Linked DNA regions of Zea mays: region 2 is linked to region 1. Evidence: chromatin contacts called from public Hi-C data. All regions are on one chromosome and are shown on one strand. Each heading gives the region's core, a stretch centred on a gene start, on an enhancer-like site or on the middle of the called end of the contact. The rest is flanking DNA. Distances are from core to core; before and after follow the strand shown. Region 1 holds the start of LOC103653996 (tetraspanin-6). Region 2 overlaps LOC100191678 (S-adenosyl-L-methionine-dependent methyltransferase superfamily protein).

The links. Hi-C and Micro-C count contacts between places; a contact is called where the count stands out from the background.
Region 2: a contact with region 1 is called in a Hi-C map of leaf, with 7 times the contacts expected there. The contact joins the enhancer-like site here to the promoter of LOC103653996 in region 1. A contact is called at or near these places in 2 of 25 Hi-C or Micro-C datasets (ear and leaf).

Annotation. Positions count from the first base shown.
Region 1 is chr4:167,737,176-167,740,058 of Zm-B73-REFERENCE-NAM-5.0, reverse strand. It overlaps LOC103653996 (tetraspanin-6), which reads right to left and starts at 1,408. Exons shown (of 3, transcript XR_004857869.1): 1 at 501-1,408; 2 at 201-264; 3 at 1-103. It overlaps LOC103653997 (clustered mitochondria protein), which reads left to right and starts at 1,442. Exons shown (of 29, transcript XM_008680820.2): 1 at 1,442-1,723; 2 at 2,012-2,241; 3 at 2,718-2,779; 4 at 2,859-2,883. The coding sequence starts at 2,016.
Region 2 is chr4:167,900,646-167,903,619 of Zm-B73-REFERENCE-NAM-5.0, reverse strand. It overlaps LOC100191678 (S-adenosyl-L-methionine-dependent methyltransferase superfamily protein), which reads left to right. Exons shown (of 17, transcript NM_001137107.1): 16 at 390-877; 17 at 968-1,212. The coding sequence ends at 1,007. Among protein-coding and RNA genes, the nearest start is that of LOC100191678, 8.6 kb to the left of the region's middle. Within about 2 kb of position 1,434, at least 18 of the 20 cell types and tissues checked have an H3K27ac peak or open chromatin away from gene starts, as enhancers often do. A contact at or near this core is called in ear and leaf, where this site is marked.

The DNA.
Region 1 (2,883 bases), core at 159-2,658:
ATGCTGGCTACCATATTGAAGGGGAAAAAACTAGGCATCTCTTTTACTTCATGGCTTAGTCTCCTCTTAACTCAAATATCTATAGAAACTAAACTCTGCAGACCTGGAAACAAATAGAGTACCACAGGGGCTAATAACACATACAGATCCCAAGTGTTATTTTATCTTTTACCATAGAAGATTGGATCAAAATATCATACATGCATTGAGAAGCTACAGCTAGCCTAGTAGATCTGTTCTCTTCTACCACCCCATCATCGCCACCTACAGCAAAAAAAGCACATATAAAGCAGCGTTAAAAACCATAGAAAACAAACAGGCATAAAAGCACATAGATTCATGTTTTGTTTTGGTCATGGGATTGTTTACTGCCCAATAAGGTTATCTTCAGCGGTCCTACTAATCACATCTCCTATTTTAAATTTTACTCTACAAACAATAAGAGGCGATAAATGGGAAAGCAGAGAGAGTAAACAACAGAACTCTCTATCTTAGAGTACCAGTAGTCCCAGCGTGGGTTTATCTTGGACGTTTGGTTTACCCCGTATGGGTACTGGGACCGGGAGTGGCGAGCGTTCCTGAAGGCACAACACCCGCATGAGCAGATGCAGACGAGAGCGGCGAGCACGGCGACGTCGAGCACAAAGATCTTGTGCCAGTCTTGGCGCACCTGCTCCATCACGCCGGCCCTGCACGAGTCGCACCGGTAGCAGAGGATGTCCGGGGCGTTCCACCGGTAGCAGTCCTCGTCCTGCGCCCCGACTGGCATGCCTCCGCTGTACTGGCACGCCGTCGGCGGCTTGCAGCAGCCGGACTGCTCGTACGGCCGCCGGTCCTTCTGCTTCTCCTCCTTCTCCTGCTCGCGCTCGTCGGAGGCTGCGCCAGTCGAACACGTACGACTGCCGGTCCTTCTGCTTCTCCTCCTTCTCCTGCTCGCGCTCATCCTCCGACGAGCCCTCGCCGCTGCGGTCGTCGGCCTCGTGCCTGCTCCGCTCTTGCCGCTTCTCCCGCTCCTCCTCCCTGCACTGCTCCAGGCACCGAGGGCGCTGGTGCCAGGGCCGGTCCTCGCACCGCCGCACGTCGTGTGAGGGGGAGTAGGGGAAGGGGATGAGGTGCAGGGAGCGGAGCGTGCGGCGGCTCCCCAAGGCGTCGCTGCCCAGAAGGGGGAGAGGAAGCGTCGTATCAGGGGGGGAAAGGGGATGAGACGCTGGTTCTGGAAGTCGTATCAGGGGGGAAAGGGGATGAGGCGCTGGTTCTGGAAGCGTCGCGGAGGCCAGTTTCCGTCCGTGGAGCTTTGAGCGGAGAGCTTTACGAGCGAGATGAGACATCAACCGGTGATTGACGATCGGACGGTTCAAAAAAATTTTGACGACGTGGATGGCCTCATCATTGCCGTTTCTGTTCGGCTTTAATATATAGGAAATATCTAATTTTAATAACTACTTTTAGACATGACCAATGCCCTATGCACAATATGCTGCCACAGTCTAAGCTGGTGCATGCGCAGCGATGGCCGACGGAAAGAAAAATAAGGAAAAGAAGCAAACCAACGCGAGCGTGTGACCCAGACTGGCAGACTCCCAGTCGCAGAGGCCGCACGAGAGATTAGGATGGTCTGCCCATCCGTATAAAAGGCGCGGCCGGCGATTGCAGCCCCCTCCGTCCTCGTTCTCGTCTTCGCGCCGCCTCTCATCTTCCGTGAGCCGAAGCTTCGGCGGCGGCGGTAGGTTACTCTCACTTCCCAACCAAATCCCCTTTATATGAACGCTGTTTTGATCGAATCCATCTTGGCTGGGCGTCCCGCTGAGGTGGAGGAGTCTCGATTGGTGAGAGGGTTTAGGGTTTTGATCCTCCAGCAGATCGTGAGTTCGGCTGATATTTTGTTGCGTTGTGGTTATGTAGAGCTGGCGATGTATATCTCTCTTTAGAGAGCCATGGTGTATGCTGTTATGTGAATTTGTATTTTTTTGGCCTAATTAGATTTGTTGATGTCGGTTTCTGCTTAAAGCAGGAATATGGCGGGGAAAACCAAGGGTGGGAAGAACAAAGGAAAGGCGCAGGGCGCTGGTCAGTCCGCCTCTGCTGAGCCAGAGGTGCCGGCGACTGACGGAGCCGAAGTGGTGAATCCAGAGAATGGGGAAGTAAACGAACCCCCCGTCACGGAGGATGGTGTGAAAAATGTTGAGAAAGGAGACGGGGATGCCCTGGAGGTTGTGCAGCCTGCAAGAAAGCCAGCTGAAGGTGAGGCTATGGTTTCTTTACTTATTCACTGATCACTGACACTGACATGCTGCAGTTGTATTGTATTGCTTGAATAGTAATATGGTGAACACGTTTGGACATTGTGTTTTATCTGGGTACAGTTGGACAATATACTTTTGATCTAGTATGTTCTTTGGCTGAATTTATGCTGATTGCTGAATGAGTGACATGTCTGCTCCTTTGTTGTTTTGTATGCTGTGCTTACACTAGTGATTTTGGATAAATGTATTGAAAATACTAGTGCTTTGTAGTGATCTAGTTTTTCTGGCCAAGCTCAGTTAGAGTAATCATCTACATCAGATTACACGTTTCAGTTGGACTGTTAGAACTTTCATATATGTAATTTAGGATGCTGTATTGTTGTTGTTTTGCCTGAAAAACCTTGCCTGCATGCTTTTAAATGGAGAAAATTCCTGTGAATGTGCTGCTGCTTTAACAATTAATCATTCAAGCAGGAGAGCTTCATCTATACGCTGTTCCTGTCAGGACACAATCAGGTGAAAAGCTTGAGCTGCAGGTAACTGTAAATAGTTTTCTTTCCTTGTCTATTCAACTTTACTAGTTCTGTGTGTTTCATGGTATGCTGTTATTTACAGCTAAGCCCAGGAGATTCTGTTATTG
Region 2 (2,974 bases), core at 185-2,684, 160 kb before region 1:
TTTGGCAAATAATTAAACTGGGCACTTGCATGTTGGATTGGTTATAGTGCATTGGATCTGAAGTCTCTTATATATGGACTCTAATTGTAACATTTGTTCTAAAATAATTGACATCCTAGAAATGAATGCATGCGTTCAGTTTTTAAAGTTTTACCGCTTGTGTACAGGAAATAATTATATATTTTTACATGAAGATTAGTATCGAGCATCACAAAATATAATTTGATAACATCCAAACATTGTAATTTCATCAATGTTGTTAATATATAATTTTTGAAGAGTAATTTGAAAAATTTGCGCAGGTGAGATCCTAAAAAGAACACACAGGACAGAGGTAGTATTTTAGAGCATCTATTGACATGCCATGTTTTTTGTGCTATTCCATACAGCTGAAAAAGTTAAGCAATACAATCCCGGTGACTTCTGAGCAGCCTAAAGCGTCCGAAGGAGCAGCTGAGAAGGCCGATGGAGAAGATGAGAAAGTTATTTCTAATGAACAGGAGACAGCTGTTCCTGGTAAAGATGAAAAAACTGTGCAGATGATAAATCATAAAAAGAGTAAGGTGACTAATAAAAGAACAAGTGTGACCAAAGAGGCTGGAGGGCATAAACGTGAACCTAATAGGTCAGGAAAGCATCTCAATAAAAATAAGGATACCGATACCAAGGAAGTTGATGGCCCTGAAAGCACTGAAACAAATGGAGATGGGAAAGAAGAGCAACGTGAACAAACCAAGCAAACGAGCCACAAAAGGAAGATAGATTCTGTTAAAACTAAAAAATCTGGCCCTGTGAGCTTCTCGGGTGTTCAAGAGAAGAATCAGGTGAGTGGCAAGAAGACAAAAAGGAAATGGCAATTCAAGCTGAGGCGAGACTGGTAAGAATTATTTGACATGTCATTTTCACTTCCTATCGGTATTTGTCTCATATCATCGTTTTCTCATATGTGTTGGTATTTTTGTGACAGGGAAGCTGAAAAGAAAGGTACCAAGAGGAGTAAGGTATGAGTATTCAGATATCCACAAATCCCAATGAAATTTGATGCGCTGGGCAACAAACAATTTTGACCAAGCATGGGTTTGCACCCAGGATTTTTTTTTGGATGTACGAAATAGCGATTGTAATTTGTTGTATTTTATTCGATGTGCGTGTAGACGAGTGACATATCTGTCAGTGGGAACTGAAGCAAATTATCTTGATGAATGCCATGTGAATCCTGCTGCTTAAATATGTCAAATTTTAGTTTCTAGTGCTTATCTCCCAGAAAATATGCTGTTGTTTGTGTTGTTTCTGCTGGCGCGATCGGCCTGCTCGTACCTGTTGGAGGGACGCACGCGTCTGCATCCCGACGACGGCGAAAGAAAATGCAGAGTGGACTGGATGGGCACGAAGGCCCACCACGGCCCTGCGTTGCCGATCCTCCTGCCTCCACTGCTACGCGAACGCGATGTCGCTCGCCGTCGCAGCTGGAAGCTTCTCTGGAGGAATTCATTCACACACGCTGTCGTGGACCTCGAGCTTCGCTTTCACTGCCTCTGTGCAGTGCGCCAGTGCTGCTGCGAACGCATGCGAACCAATGACAATGAGCACATGCGATTTATTTGGCCCTGACTGACATGGAAGCAGCAGCGACACACCTTTGTTGCTCCGCGGATGCTTCCTGGTGAGCGGCGCATGCAGCATGTGCCCGGCACATGCTCTGCCTCTCGGCGTGGCAAATTAAAGCCAGGGCAGCTTTATTTCAATGAAATAGCCGGAGGGGAGTAGCTGCTGCAGTGCAAGCCTGGAGCGTTGAAACAGTCATGGATCGGTGCACGAACGCCGTGGATTTGGTCTGAGATGGCGTCAACAGAGCCGCATGTGCGCGCGCCTGTGCATCCGTTGATCTGCAATCTGGCTGCGTGACAGTCTTTTGCCTAGGATTCTAAGGCTATGGCAGTACAAAACACCGTTATATTGTAGTCTGTAGTTTGAAATAATTAATGTGATGGATAAGACTAGTAGAGATAGTCTATGGCGATAGTAAAACTCAAATGGATTCGATGGAGCAGCAACGGACATGTGTCGAGGAGTTGACCGGAAGACCAAAGAGATCGGTTGATTGACCGTGGGTGGCACTTAATGACATCCTAGAGAATCGGAGTTCATTTGCATCGAAATCATCTTTTCGAGGAGAGATTTTGGGCTCCAAGGACTGTACAACCGGCTAGGATGGTTTAAGTAGTACTCAAAAAAGGTCACACTAGTGTGAAATGTAAACTGGCCAAGCCGACCGAAACCATCTAGGTTGTAGTTTAGTTTTGATAACTAATGACAGTGCAATATTATTGTGACTAACATATGTTTTAAAGGGATAGGTAAAATATGTCACAATAATAAAAAGTTTGGAAGAAAAAAAAAACAAATAAAAATGGTTGACAATACAACTTGGACAATTATAGTAGCACCGAACATGTCATTTACTTCACCGGATAACACATCCGATGGAAAATGTGTCTTATGTAGTTTTAGACTAGTAGCTAACGCGCGCACTGCGCGCGTGTGACAACGTGCAAGATTTATAATTTACGCAACAATAGGATTTTGGAAAGTGACAAACGCTAAAATAAATAAAAAAAATGCTGATAAAAAAAGATACCAACCTATCAAGTTTGTATGAGCTATTCCTTTTATCAATTTTGGACATAACTTCACTAAGAACAAATAAAAAATGGAGAAAGAAAGAAGACCGAAGAAACCATAAAACTCAGATGCATGTAAGAATAAGAAATAAAGTAGCGTATCACCTATTTGCTTGATCATGTGCTTCTTTAGTAAACCAACACGTAGAAGTGCATCATGCTAATCAGGAACCTTACTACCAAAACACGCAATACACTTTTATGCTTGGCATATATGGATGCAGGTCAGAGTACCTTTGCAAGCCAAGAAGTGGCAAATGCTCCTCTTTTCAAGAGTCATTTGGTCAACTGGG